Regions from separate parts of the Mus musculus genome. Here region 2 is linked to region 1. Evidence: chromatin contacts called from public HiChIP or PLAC-seq data. All regions are on one chromosome and are shown on one strand. The core of a region is the stretch at or near the end of the contact, and the rest is flanking DNA. Distances in the headings are between cores, read along the strand shown. Region 1 overlaps Gprin2 (G protein regulated inducer of neurite outgrowth 2). Region 2 overlaps Shld2 (shieldin complex subunit 2).

Region 1 (7,416 bases), core at 3,399-5,898:
AACTAGAAGATGCAACTGGTCTCCTCCGAGGTCCCCAGGGTGAGCCCAAAGCGACTGGACAGCCACCTACCACTTCCTGCCACGCTCTGCCTCCGGCAGCTCTGCTTTGCACCCTGGGGGAGGCTGTAGCTGGTAGCTGCTGCCATGCCCTGCCTGCCAGAGGCATCCTGGCCTTTCCCAAGCTGGTGGCGTCAGTCAGTGAGTCTGGGTTGCAGGCCCAGTGTGGGATGAAATTCCACTGTAAGTTGTCTGGGGGGATTTCTGGGCACCCTCACTGTTGTGTCCACCCTTGGGGGCCTACAGGGCTAGCCACAGAGTCTGGCTCCAGGACCAAAGATGTGTGGACCATGACCTCAGCCACCGATTTGGCTCTGGGTGTGGCATCGGCTCAGGATGCCGGGGTTCAGGCAGCTCCCGCGGCAGCCTGCAAGGCTGTGGCTACCAGCCCATCCCTGGAAGCGCCTGAGACTCTGAACCTATTTCCAGAGGTAATGCTAGAGTCCGGCCTACGACAGGCATCGTCACCTGTGAGGGATGTACGATGGGATGCCGAGGGCATGACATGGGAGGTGTATGGAGCCTCTGTGGACCCTGAGGTGCTCGGCATTGCCATCCAGAAGCACCTGGAGATGCAGTTTGAGCAGCTGCAGCAGGCACCAGCCAGTGAGGACAGCCTGTCTGCGGAGGGCCGGAGGGGCCCTCTGCGGGCGGTCATGCAGTCACTGCGGAGACCCAGCTGCTGTGGCTGCTCTGGAGCGGCTCCAGAATGAGGAATTGTGACCCCGGAACTGGCCACGACTCTAGACTTGGTTCTAGGCCAGTGACAGGCACAGTGGAGACTCCATGCCACCGGGACTCACCTTTTAACTTGAATACCAGCCTTGCTCGGGCTTGTGGTTCCATGCAGCTGGGCTGTCTTTTAAGGGCTTGAATCCCAAGAGCCACTTCTCTATCCATTCTGGGCTCTGAAATGTGGACAGGGATTTTGCACTGCACAGAAGTGAAATCCCGATTTCTTTCCTGTGAAAGTACTTAACCTTTTGTTTTGTCTGTCCCACAGACCTTTGCTGTCACTCCCCTGGGACTCTTGGTGGTTTTATTTTTACTAGAATTGCTAGGAACTAATGACTTTTGACATTACACAGGAGGTCCCAGGTGGTGGGATTGCCCCAGTTTGTACTCGTCACCTGACCTTGTCGAGGTTCCTCCTCTTTACCCCACTTTCCGGATGTCACAGCAGATGTCTTGCAGAGATCTAGCTGATGAGCTCTGAGGTGTAGTTCAATATGGAATGAAAGGCTTAGAGCCTGGGCTAGACCAGCCCTGGTGTTAGCCTGCGACACACACCTGGGCCAGCTCAGTGTAGCTGGGGACAGGGAGAACTAACTGAGTCTGCGGCTCTGTGAGAAACATCCTCTGCCCATGAAGTGTGGGCACCTGACCATTACAGAAGGGCTGCTTGTATCCTTGGAGGGGGTTTCCAAAAGCCTGCCCTGCAGGTCACTGTGCCAGGCTCCCTGCCTCAGGAAGTAGAGAATAAGTGCCCACCTGTCCCCAAATGTATTACAGTGCTTGAAAGAGTGCCATTACTGCCCCACTCCATGGGATTTTATCTACCTGGTGCAGTTCTGGGAGGGAGCCTGGCTTTGGGGGTGGAGGTACTGGGTTTGGGGCTCCTACCAGGTAGGAAATGGCTAGAGCTGAGAGACTCTGAATGTCAGGGTTAGAAATGGCCTGTGTGTTAGGAATGCCCTAGCATGGCCTGGGCTGTGGGGACCAGTAGATTTGGGTGGGGAGAGGGACCCAGAGTCTTTCCGTCTGGTTTTATTACCCAAGGGCTTCTTAAGGCCCAGGAGGATGGAGCAGTCTGCTGAAGACCCCAGACTCCTGGCCTACGGCTCCTTCAGTCATCGTATTAGAGCTCCAGGGTTAGGTAGACTAAGGGCTTCAGGCCTGAGTTCCTGTAGGATTGAAGCTCTAATAGGCTGTGTAAGGGGAGCGCTTCCGGGACCACAGGGACTGAAAGGTGGCTTATCTGCCCTGTCAGCAAGGTCCTGCTGCTGCAGAGGAGGTAGGGAAACTGTAACAGAGGCCTTTGGCTTGGAGCAGAAATGGCATGTCAGTGGATCAAAGAAAGAAGGCAAGATAGGCTGGCTCCAGGCAAGAAGCCTCATAGTAGGGTAGTCTTACTGGTACTATGCCTTTCCCAGGCGTCAAGCACACTCCTTACAGACATGGCATGTCTGAATAGTTGTGTGACCCAAGGCAAGTGCCTGTGCTCTGGCCAGGGGTTGAACAAGGTCATTGACTGTCTTATAGATTTCTGATCTAGATCTCTGGCTGGACATTTGGGGATCCCGTTTGGAGGTGATGGATCTCACTGTATATGTTTGTCTTATTTTGAATAAAAATTAAATACAAGTTGAGAGATTAGAGCTTTGACAGGCCATGGCAGAAAGGGGGCATTGGGCATGGCTAGTCTTGCTTCCTTTGATCTGGTAAATTCTGTCCTCTGAGGCATGAACCCTAGAGTCCAAGGGCTCCGTGTCCTGGCAGGTTTTTCCCTCTGTCTTCTGGGACCACCCCCTTCTGTCTACTCGTTCTCCTTTCGAGCATCTTGGGTTTAGGACAGATGAAGCCTGGCTTCCTGAAGCTTAGCACCCCCGAGACTGCCTTTCTGTAGGCAACACACAGGAGTATATCCCTTGTGTATATTCTAGGCTGCCATCACCGTCTTAGGGAACTACTTCAAATGCAGGCTCTTTACCTACTGGCAGTCACAGTGCTGAAGAGGGAAGAGTCCTCTACCCCCTTAGATGTCACCTGGTTTTATCTCTGACCCCTGGACGTGTTAGATAATTGACAGTAGCTGAACTGGACCCTCCCCATGCTTTGGGCTTGGGGAGGGCCACCATAGCCTATGTGTCTAGAGCTGGGAATTGAATTCTGAATTCACATTGGTGTTCATAAAGTCTTGGGCTAGACACCAGCCCTGAAGACCTGCAACTTCTTCAGCTCTGAAATGGGATTGAAGCCATATTTTAGCTTTGGCTTGTGAGAATGAAGTTTCATAACCCACGTAAAACTTAGTGCTGGCCGTGTTGCCCAGTGTTTCATGGCCAGGGGGTGGGGGTGGGGGATGTGGCTGCCACCACAGTCCACATGGCATTCCCTTAAAGTTCCTTCTTCAGAGCCTCATCCAGGCCCAGTTTTGTGCCCTGAATAGGACACGTGCCTTCTGGCTGGGAACCTCTGAAACCATTGCTCCTAGAGCCAAGCAGAGGAGGAGATCCCCTCCCTACCAGTCCTCTGAGGTGAGGAGAATGAGGTAGGGAAGGACAGAAACCAATCAAGGATGTGACTTGGGGCCAGTCGAGGCTCTACAGCAGAGTTCGGGCTTTCCCGGGGTGGACAGCAGGCCCCAGGCTCTCATGCTCTTGAGTGTGCAGGCTTGGAAGCTCCAGGTCCTTGGGGGTAGGCTTCTGTAGTGAGCCCTAGGATCTGTCCCAAAGGGAGTGCTGTGTACCCACAGGCAGATGCATTTGTGCCTGCATCTGCCCATCACCTAGTCCATATGGCCTGTGGTCCACACACTGCCCAGGCCTTTTCCTCTGGATACTGTTTAGAAGCAATTCTGCCACACTAGTGATCTTGATTAAAGGTGAAGCTTGGCCTCTGTCCATGCTGAACTCCTTCTCGTTTGTCATTTGGCCTGGCCCAGTTTTGTCATCTGAAGCTATGGCTAGTCCTTCATGAGTTCTCATCCAACTTGTCAGGCAGGGCAGGGCCCCTGTGGAATCTGAAGTGGGACTCTGGATTATTCTAGTGTCATCATGAGCCCCCAGCTCCTCCCCCACAGTGCACACCACATCACTGGGGGGAGTCATTTGTGGCAAATTTGTTAAAATCAGCATCACCTAAACCAAGTCCCAGGACCCTCTTCTTCAGAATAGATGGAGGCTGGTATGGTCTAACAGGATTCACTCCACTGCCCAGTGTCCCTTCCCCATCTTAGCTGCTTCTGATTGACACACTGTTCTAGATGCTTGAGATCAGTAAGCTAAGCGGTACCCAAGGGGGCATCCCCCTCTCTGCGGAGAAGGGGAGGGGGCAATGGGAGAGGGATTTGTAAGGGTGGGACTGATAGGAGAGAGGGGACTGTGAGTGGGATGTAAAGTGAATTAAAAACAAAAAGATTTGCTTATTCTGTCTTCTCATCCTAGGGGGAACAGAGACCAGCTCTACCTTTGGCCTGGGCATAGCACCTGCTTAGCCTCGATCCCCTAAGGCTGCTGTTCTAGCACAGTCCCTAACCTGCTAGTTTCCTGGAAGGTGATCTTGAGGGTCAGAAAGGAACCTCTTTAATGTCTGTCCTTTAGAAAGGACCTCCTCAGAAACATCCTACACTTTACCCACTTGTTTTGGAGGGAATTCCTAGAAAGCCCTGGGGACCCTGCTGACCTGTAGGCTTGGGGGAGCATGGGGTTGGTGTGGGTGCTGTGGTCACACACAAAGAGCTAAGAGCGCCAGGGAAAGGTGAAGATGCTAAAAACCGAGGCCGATGGGCGTCAGACTCTTACTGCAAGAGCTGGGTACATGTCGTGTCACCTTTTCTGTCCTTGAGCGGTGACTCTGCAGAATTCGTGCTGAGTCATGGGCCACCCTCTCCTTTGCAGATAGCCAGAGTCAGTGCAGCAAGGAGGGAGGTCTGGGCCCTGTAACATGAGCTCTTCAAACATATCCTGCAGCCCATCTTTCCTGGGCTCCCTTTATTAAGAAGGGAGATGAATTGAGGAACTGAAGTTTGGGCTGTGGGGAGTGTTCAGTTTTAAGGTGCCCACAGACTTGCCCAGTCTGTCCTGGCTGGGGACTTTTCACTTCACAGCATCTTTCTGGAAAAAGACCTACAGTGCCTTTTTTTCCCCCATCATGTCTGTGCACCCAAGAGCAAACTGGCCTTCTACACTCTCCCATAGATGTTCTTTCTCCAGCATCTTTATGTTTTCTGTCTCAATTTCTCTTGTCCCTAGAATATGTTGTCTCGCCACTGTCCCAATATCCTTGTCCCTGGAGCCTCCTTCAGTTTATGTCAGGGGCCTGTCTGGCCTTGGTCCTATCACTCCAAACCGGAGGCTTTCTCTTCCCACGGCCTGGGGGTATTTCCCTTAGGCCATGGCTTAGTCTGGGTCTCCGAGTCCTTGATTTTTGAGTGCCTAGACCCTGTCCCACCTATTTTGTTTTTCTTTGGACACACACTAAAAGGCCAAGTTTGCAAAACAGCTTCTGGGCAGATCCTTAGACAGGTAGATCTCACTGGGGTCGCTCTGCTGGATTTCTGAAGAATCAGAAGTTGTCCGTGGTCCTGCTGGGTGGCCTCAAAGACTGAGGTCAGAAAGAAGGGCATCCCAGAGTCCTAGGTTTGGGGGGCACACTTTCTGGCTTATAATGCATCTTATCTTCTTTCATATGTTCAGAATCTTGCTTGGCTTGTCATTAGGTTTGGGTGTGGTTTGAGCCTCCTTGTAGGGTGAGTACAAGCACACCATCCTACCTTTGTGCCTTTCCTGTGCGGAACTGGGCTCCTATCCAGTTAGTCAGGACTAGAGACTGGGTCAGGAGATTTCTGATTTTGATACCAGCTGCCCACATCTGCCTCCTAGTTCTGAAGCAAGGAGCCTCTGTAGGGCTTGAAGTTTCCATATGTGTCTTCTCACTCCGTACCTCTTGTCCTGCCTCCTTGGCAGCCCTCCCCCACAGTGGCTGTGCAGTCCTGTCCCCTCTTTTCTTTGCTCAGTTTTAAACAAGGGTCTGGGAGGACAGTGGCCATGGATGACATTTTGTATGTAAGCGTCCTGGATGTGTTACTTTGGGAGAGTTTCTGGTTTTCTTACTGTAGAGTTGGCGATACTGGAGGAGGGGATAGGTCTCTTGTGTGAGTTTCCATTCCTAAACTCACAGTGCATGGGGAGGTGGACTCTCCTCTGGGCAGGGCAGGAATAGGAATGTGGTCGCAAGTCACTGGCCTAGGAATAGTGCTGAGCATTGCTGAGGCAGGCACAAGTCAGCAAGGACATCCTGCTTTATTGGAGATGTTTTACTGTTCATATTTCCATGAATTCTGGTTCTAAGATGTTACATTAAAACAGTGCTTGTCTTAATTACAAAGTCTTTTGGCATGCTTGCACAGTTGTTTCTTAGCCACTGCCTGATTACCAGGTCCAGGGTCTTGAGTCCCCTTAGTTCTCTCCTGCTCTGGAACTAGGACTTAAGAGTAGAGGTGGCCTTTTGGCTAAGATCAAGTGAAGGGTAGAGGTTGACTTTCCAGCCAAAGCTGCAGCTGCTCCAAACCACCAGAAGGGTGGCCAGACGCCCTCTACTGGGAAGGTGGGGCACAGCATTAGACCCACTTAGTGGGTGGAGCCTCTAGTGGGAGTAGGGAAGTATTCACCCTGGGGAGTGAAGCTCCCATGGCTGGTGGAAGGCCCATCTGGGTAGACAGTCATTTCACTGCGACATCCGTTTCGAACACTTACTCCCTTCCTGGGGGACTCCGGTCCAATCTGGAGCATGGGTAGAGGATCCAGAGACGACAAAGCTAGAGAAGGCAGAGCCAGTGCAGTAGCCCACGGCCTGCTGGGGGAGATCGGACAACACGCATTCTCCAGATGGACTGTGTGAGAGTCGGAATGGGAACCTTGCCCCTCCCACCTAGCCCATGTGGCTATGTAGGCCTTTGGCTCAACCTTCAACATTTCACGCCTCAAATGTGCTTGCCTATCTTACGGAAGAAAGTCTTCCCAGGCCTGAGGAAAAGGTGTGGATCGTCAGGACTGTCCCCATTCCAGGCATGTTTGACAGAAGAGACCAGAGAATACTGGTAGGCTAGACGTGAAGGTGAGCCCCCTTTGGTGGTGACTAGAAGAGACAGACCGGGTGGGCATGAAGCTCCTTGTGGGGAGGCAGCATCTCTACGTGGAGGACGAGGCTGGCTGGGGATCAGCGCATACTGGGAGCCTGGAGAGGGACTGGAGAGAACCTGTTTCTTACAGAGGGGTTTTAGAGGGAGGGGCTGAGGGTGTGCATGGGAACGAATGGGAAGTGAATGTGAGCTGGCACCCTGGCTTCTCTGCCTACATGAGGGGCAGGGTGACTGTCCAGACAAGCATTCCCCTTGTCACTCCAGGTCACACGGCATCTCAGGTGCTGTCTTAGGATCTCTTGACTTCGAGTAACTGAATCGTGAACTGAAAGCTACCTGGACGGTTAGAATGTTCCCTTCCCGCTAAAGAATTCAGGAGGTCTCTGGTTCCAGGGTTGATTCTATGGCTCAACAAGGAGATCAAAGAGTCAAGTTCTTTCCAGATATCTGCTCTGCCATCTTTAGGGGCTTAGTGAGGGCTGACCTCATGGTCACAT
Region 2 (7,416 bases), core at 3,571-6,070, 110 kb before region 1:
AATATAACATTACATGCAAGTTACACAAAATCTAACAATCTAATGTTTTAACATTACATGCAAGTTACACAAAATCTAACAATCTAATGTTTTAACATTACATGCAAGTTACACAAAATCTAACAATCTAATGTTTTAACATTACGTGCAAGTTACACAAAATCTTGGTAGGTTTTAAAAATTAGAGTGAGCAGGCATGTTAGCACATGCCCATGCTCTTTGGCAGAGTCAGGGTGATCTCTGATTTGGATTGGAGCCTGGGTTATATAGTGAGGAACCCTCCCCCCAACTCTCTCACATCCCCCAAGAGAAAGAGTGAACTTCTCCAGGCCCGCCTCTTTAACCCCTGTTTAGAACACAGATGGAGTTTTCCTTTCTTCCAGAAGGAGGTACTGTGACTCCTTACTTACAAGGACAGCCTGAGGCTTGGGGGCACATTGTTGGATGTTCCCCTATCTAATAAGTGGGCGAAGAGTCAAACTTCATATTTGACTCCAAAATTGTTATCTTTTCTTATCCAAAAAGCATATATTTGCTCTACTTAATTTTACATCTGACTGCTGTGTAAAGTAGACAAATAATATCCAAATTACAATTTAATTATGCATAGTAATTTCCATTTCAAAAGGAGACCAAAATTTAACTTGAAAGGAATTTTAGTCTTTGATGGCATTCAACAAAGACCAATTGGTTTTCTGCCTTTGGGGTTGATACAACTTTTCCTTGCTATTTTACAATCTTGCTCTGTTCTTGATTCATAGTGTTCTTTTGTGCTTTCAATTAGTTGAAAAAAGATTTTAGAAGAGAGCTGGAATTTATACATATAAATATATGAGCAAAAATCATTGGATGAATTATTTAGTTTGAAGGGCTGTATACGTTTTCTATTCTGTACATTTTATTTAAATGTAATCAGTATATGATCTTTAGAGGTTATCTTCTTTCACTGAACATGTTTTAAAAGTATATTCATTGATGTAGCACGTGTCACTCTCCACTTTACTGCCTGGTTGTACTTCTCTCTTTCATGATCTATCACTGAGCTATACCCACAGTGTCACACTTCCCCCACCCTTCAAGACAGGGTTTCTCCGTGTAGCTCTGCTGTCCTGGAATTAGCTCTGTAGACCAGGTTGGTGTTGAATTCACCTGCCTCTGTCTCTGGAGCCCTGGGATTAAAGGCGTGTGGCACCATCACCTGGCTATGAACATTTTTGTAGAAGTTTTTGTGTAGAAATCTTTTCTCTGTTCTCTTAGGTGTCTAGGTGGGAAGTGTAGGTGTGTGGTAAGTTTGTGTTTGCCGTTTTGAGAAACTATCAGATTGTTTCTGTGATTGAACTATTTTAATACCTGTTGTCCTTGTAGATGGGCTCCCATTTCTCCTCACCAGTGTGTCTCTGTCCTTTTGATTATAGCATCTAGTGGGTGTTAAGTGGAATCACTGGCCTGTGCTTGAAGTCTGATGATGTTAGCTTGAGCACCTTGCTGTTGGCTTCTTATTGTACATGGCTTTAGGGATGTGTCTTTAGATCCTTTGCTCATTTTAAAAGTTTGCTTATATGTCTTTTATACTTGTCGTGTAGCCCTGGCTGCCCTATAATTCACTTTGTAGACCAGTCTTGCCTTGAACCTAAGGAGCTCTACCTGTCTCTGCCTCCTGAGTGCTGGAATCAAAATTATACGCCCTCATACCTGGCTCACTCACCCTTTCTTGTCTTGTTTTATACCTTAGGTTTAGCCATTAACTTACATAGCCCAATCGTAGGCAGTCTTGCCTTTTCAGTACTGAGTTTACAGGCATAAGCCTTGATCCCTGGAATGTCCTTTTATTTATTTTTTTGAGGCAGGGTCTCATGTAGCATAGTCTGGCCACAAATCTCTCTGTAGCTGAGGAAGGCCTTGTACTCTTGATCTCTGGCAACCGTTGGTATTACAGGCATCTACCACCTCACTTAGTTCCCTTTCACTAATGAACTGTGAGAATTCTTTTGGTACTCTAAGTTTTTTGTTAGATATGTGTTTGCAAGTGTTTCCCTCCTTTCTAAGTGTTATCTTGTGTATATAATATGATATATATACTTATATGTCTTAACTTATTGTGTAGAAAATAAAACTGACTAAACGTGTTGTTATGTCATTTTATTTATCCACGTGGCCATTCTTTTAACTAAAACTTTCCTCTTGTATGTAGCAGGGTGTGCTGCTGCAGCACATGTGTGGAGGTCAGAGGACAGGTTTCCGGAGTAGGTTCTCTTTGTGGAACTGGGAATCTATTCCGACCATTAGACTTGGCAGCAAGTGTCTTGACCCACTGAGTCACCTCTCTGGCCCTCATTCATTTTATATCAGCACCACACTTTTTGATTATTCTAGCTTTTTCATTTGTTTAGAGACAAGGTCTCATGTAGCCCAGGTTGGTCTCAAACTTGCTGTGTGACTGAGACTGGTCTGTCCTCACCTTCCAAGTGCTTGTTTTATAGGTGTCTCCCTCCCTCCCTCCCTCCCTCCCTGTCTCCCTGTCTCCCTTCTTCCCTTTTCTTTCCCTCCCCCTCTCTCTATCCCTTCTTCCCTTTCTTTCTTTTTTTTTTTTTTTTTTTTTTTTTTTTTTTTTTTTTTAAAGATTTTTATTTATTATTATAATAAGTACACTGTTGCTGTCTTCAGACACACCAGAAGAGGGTGTCAGATCTCATTACAAATGGTTGTGAGCCACCATATGGTTGCTGGGATTTGAACTCAGGACCTTCGGAAGAGCAGTCAGTGTTCTTACCCGCTGAGCCATCTCACCAGCCCTTCCCTTTCTTTCTTGATCTCTCTCTCTTTTCCTTTCTCCTTTCATTATAGTTTTGTTTTATATTCCAACCTTGTTCTTTTTTTTGTGATTGGTTCTATGCCACTTGAATTTCCATATAAATTTTAAGATCTTGCTGATCTTTGTAAAGAATTCAGAATTTTGATGATTATGTTGAATCTATAAATCAATTTGGGACAGTTCTCAAAACTTATAAGAGAATGGAACCCAGAAATTCTGTACAATTATAGAACTGGTGTGTCAGTGGTGAGCATATTTCAAACTGCGAGCTCTTTAATATCATGAGAAGAACTGAAAATCTTAAAGACTACAGTAATATGTTTTATATTTATAGATTTGTACACATCTGACTTAAGTATTTTTGTAGAATTACCTTTTAAGGTATCAGTCTATGATTCCAAAAAAATGTGTAGTAAACTAATAAAAATAAGATCTGATCTTTGAGTTTCCGTGTGTGTGTGTGTGTGTGTGTGTGTGTGTGTGTGTGTGTAGGGATGAACCAGAACATGATGTCTTTGTCTTAGCTTCCCAAGTGCTAAGATTGCAGTCTGCACCACCATTCCTAGTTTGCACTTCTTTAGGCAAATTTATTGCTAAGTAGTTTGCTTTACTATTTTGTAAGATGTGGTTTCATCGTGTAGTGCAGGCTGACCTTGAGTTTGATCTGTAGCATAGTCTAACCTCCAGCCAGAGATCCTTTTGTTTCTGTCTCCCAAGTATTGGGATTACAGGCATGTGCCACCATTCTTAGCTTCTTTTATCCTTTTGAATGTTTTTGAGACAGGGTCTAAAGTGGCTTATGCTGACCTCAAATTAGCCCTGACTTGAGATTCTCCTGCTTCAGTCTTCAAATGCTGGGTTTTATAGGCATGTGCCACCACACCCAGCAAGATTTGCTTTTGGGGGGGGGGGGGGATCAGTTAGTAAATAGAGCTGAGACAAACATGTTGACACATGCCTGTCATTTTATCACTTGGGAGTCGGAGGCAGGAGACTTGTCAGTTTGAGTTATCCTGTAAGCCGTCGAGTGCCATGATTTTTAGCTTTGTGTACTTATTAGGTGAAAGCTGGAGAGAGGCTCAGAGGTTAAGAGCACGTGCTGCTCTTGCACATGACTTGGGGTTGGTTCCCAGCACCCACATGGTAGCCCACAAACATCTGTAGTACAGTTCCTAGGGATCCATTGCCAGTTTGGCCTCTACTGGTGGCCTTCACATGGTGCTGAGTAACTCATGTGGGCACACACAAACACACACTCACACACACTCACACACACACACAAACACTCACACACACACACACACACACACACACACACACACAAACACTCATTTAAAAAGAAACATGCCATGCCAGGTGGTGGTAGTAGCACATTCCTTTGCCCCCAGCACTCTGGAGGCAGAGCAGGCAGATCTCTGAGTTTGAGGCCAGCCTAGTCTACAGAGAAAAAGTTCCAAGACAGCCAGGACTACACAGAGGAACTCTATCTTGAAAAAGAAATCTTAAAAATGCTAGGTCACAATAAATAAACATAATAAAAATAGTTTGAGGCTGCTTCTCTCCCCAGCAAGGGCAGCCACCCTTCTGTGTTTTTCCAATAAATCTGTTGTGTGAGATCTGTGGTGTGCCTTTGTGGTATTCCTTGGCTCCTGACTGCCTGGATACCTTTCCCCTCAGAGCTATAACACTTACAACTGGGTCTCTCATCGCTGAGTTCTGGAGTGAGCAGGTAGGGAGCAGATTAACTACAAGGTAGCACAGCGTGGTAGCATGGCCAGTGCTGCTGGCTCACACCCACAGGAAATGTAGAAAAGGGAGAACATGGACTCCTTCAGTAAGAACGGTTCACATCCTGGAATCAGGAGACCAACTGATGGCTGTGAGCCCAAGCCTCTGGGCAGTGACATCAGGAACAGGGATGGGACCATCCTGGATAGGAACCTAGCTCTGCCCCGGGAGAGACAGCTGCAGCACCTGAGGAGGAGTTTGCATTATTTAAGTTGGGGGGTGGGGTGGGGGAGACGGCAGGAGAGCATGGATGGGGAAGGAAACAGCTGTTAGCAGAGGGCAATAAACAGGATGCTGTGAAAGCTGAGAAAACAGGAAAAAGAATTGTAAAAAAATTTAGGTCAATTTAATATTGTGTTGACATTTGAATAGTAATAAAGCGGAGTTGAAAGGTAGGACCTATATTCTAGATCTGGAAAAAGTGAGACTTATGGTAGAAACAGAATTTTACTTGGAGTCATACAGTGTAGTCGCACTTGCTCCCTAGGAGCACTTAGAGTTTCCAAAGGCAGGAAAGATCCAGATCAGTGGCACTGATGTCCTGAGCCAGTGAGAAGGCGGGGCTCTGACTTTAGAACTGGATCGCAGAGGGAAGAGATACTTGCTAGTGGGTTAGTTAGGCTGCTTTTGCATATCCAAATAAAAATGGCTTAAGCTCAAGTCATAAACTAAGATATCTGCTGCCTATCAAGCCTAGAGACAGCTTTCTCACGGTAAGTACAAAAGGTCAGGTCAGATACCAAAGTACTCTTCTCCCTGTTTTATATTGAGATAGCTAGTGATGTTTTTCCTACTGGTTGTAAGATGGCTGTCTTAGTTCCAGGGGTCACATGCAGGCACAGCTGAGTACTAAGACCCAGCAGCAATTCCTACCTCTTTTTAGTATAGATAATCCTTTCCAAAGGCTGCCATGCCTCTTCAGTAATCTTAGGCTAGGTCTAAATTGCAGTCTATGCCTTGGCTGCAGGGAAGGCCGAGGTCACTCCCCAAGCAGTAATTACTTTCAATCAACTTTTCTAGTTTGCTTTATCTTTCTGTGATAAAAATCATGATAAAAGACACTTGGAGAGGAAAGGCATTATTTGGCTTACTATCCCGATCAAGGTCCATCCGTCTGTCAAAGAGGGAAACTGAGGCTGACACTTCAGCAGAACCCGTGGATGAATGTTATTCACTGTCTTGCTTTTTGTGGTTTGCTCAGTTTTTCTTTTCTTTTTTGTTTTGGAATTTTGAGACAGGGTCTCTCTGTGGCCCTGGCCATCCTGGAACTTACTATGTACACCAGGCTGGCCTGAAACTCACAGAGGTTTACCTACCTTTGCCTCCAGAGTGCTGGGGTTAAAGGCAAGTGCCACCATGCTTGGCCACCTTGTCTTCTTATGCAGGTTCAGGAGTGGCATTGGCCACAGTGGGCTGGACACTCCAAAGTCAGTCATTAATCAAGAAAATGCCCCACAGACTAGCCTCGCAGACCAGCGTGGTCGAAGAGCATCTTCTCCATTGAGCTTCCCTCTTCCCACATAACCTCAGCTTGTGTCAAGTTGACCAAAAACTAGCCAGCATAACAACCAACAGTACTTACCATGTTTGCCACAGAAAAGAACTACCTTCCTCTTTGTTTTTCATCGTGATCATGTAGTTCCCTAGACAACTTTGAATGGAGGAATACTTCTGGAGTATGATATGAGAATTATGATGCTTGTGTTTTGATGTTTTCAATACTAAAATCTGAAAAATCTAGTTCTCTTTGATATCTTATGTAATGGTGATCATTTTAAGATCATGCTTCCAGCTTTTGAATAACAGCTTAAAAACAACTTTGGGATCCGGTATTTACTGTGTTATTGGACAGGAGGACAGAACAGAAACCATCCTCAGCTTGTGGGGGTTATAATCAAAACCAAGGGCTGGAATGATCTTGACAGATTTTCTGATAACGTTGCTCTCAGTGACTTGCTACCAGTGTAGGACACAGGCACATAGTTTAAAACGTTGAGAGCACTAACCTGGCCTATATGTTGTCAGACGTTTTTGCCTTTGTCCAAGGCAGAAATGATAGACTCTTCAGAGTCTCTGTTTCAGTGGTACTTTAGCACAAGCACAGTTTAGGATAATACTACTTTAAAGATACAGAAAGAAGCCCAGCAGTGTTGAACATCTTTGATCCCAGCACTTGGGAGGCAGAGGCGGGCGGATTTCTGAATTCGAGGCCAGCCTGGTCTACAGAGTGAGTTTCAGGACAACCAGGGCTACACAGAGAAACCCTGTCTCGAAAAAAACAAAAACAAAAAAAAACTTCGCTATTTTACATTAATTTGTCTTTATACCATAGTTGAATGTCACTGATCCACAGAATCAGTGTGCAGAGATTTTGCAATAAGAACATTGTCAGGAAGAGAAATTGTTTTTCCTGGCCTAAGCATGTAGCACAGTGCTAACTTGCTTGTCTAGCATTGGTAAGACCCTGGGTTTGATCTCCAGCACCTCAAAATCAATACATTCTTTCCCTTCAAGCGTGACACATCATGAGTGATGTTGCCAGATGTCGTGTTCACCCATCATCCTAGCTCTGGGGAAACAGAGGCAGAACTGCTGTGACTTCAAGGCCAGCCTGGGCTACGAGGCAAGACCCTGTCTCAAAAACCCCAACTAAAACCGAGTCAGACAAAGCTAGTGAGTGGTGTGATCCAGTTTGTATTTTTAAAGATCTCTTTATCTGTTCCATGGAGACTGGACTGAAGAGACCCGGTGACCCTGGTACTGTCATAGGTTGTTCCACAGTGAAAGCACAGTTGAAAGATTGGATATGAAAGGTG

Evidence for each region. HiChIP or PLAC-seq counts read pairs in DNA pulled down with a chosen protein or histone mark.
Region 2: a contact with region 1 is called in an H3K27ac HiChIP or PLAC-seq map of embryonic stem cells, with 5 read pairs. The contact joins two enhancer-like sites. A contact is called at or near these places in 1 of 484 Hi-C or Micro-C datasets (the G1E-ER4 cell line), 3 of 115 datasets of contacts at active chromatin or transcription factors (all in embryonic stem cells) and 1 of 9 other capture datasets (adipose tissue).

The regions. Positions count from the first base shown.
Region 1 is chr14:34,187,798-34,195,213 of GRCm38.p6, reverse strand. It overlaps Gprin2 (G protein regulated inducer of neurite outgrowth 2), which reads left to right. Exons shown (of 2, transcript NM_183209.2): 2 at 1-773. The coding sequence ends at 770. Among named protein-coding and RNA genes, the nearest start is that of Gprin2, 10 kb to the left of the region's middle. RefSeq lists an enhancer at 1-1,093. Within about 2 kb of position 4,648, at least 18 of the 459 cell types and tissues checked have an H3K27ac peak or open chromatin away from gene starts, as enhancers often do. A contact at or near this core is called in embryonic stem cells, where this site is marked.
Region 2 is chr14:34,300,760-34,308,175 of GRCm38.p6, reverse strand. All of the region lies in intron 2 of Shld2 (shieldin complex subunit 2), which reads left to right. Among named protein-coding and RNA genes, the nearest start is that of Shld2, 6.0 kb to the left of the region's middle. Within about 2 kb of position 4,820, at least 32 of the 459 cell types and tissues checked have an H3K27ac peak or open chromatin away from gene starts, as enhancers often do. A contact at or near this core is called in embryonic stem cells, where this site is marked.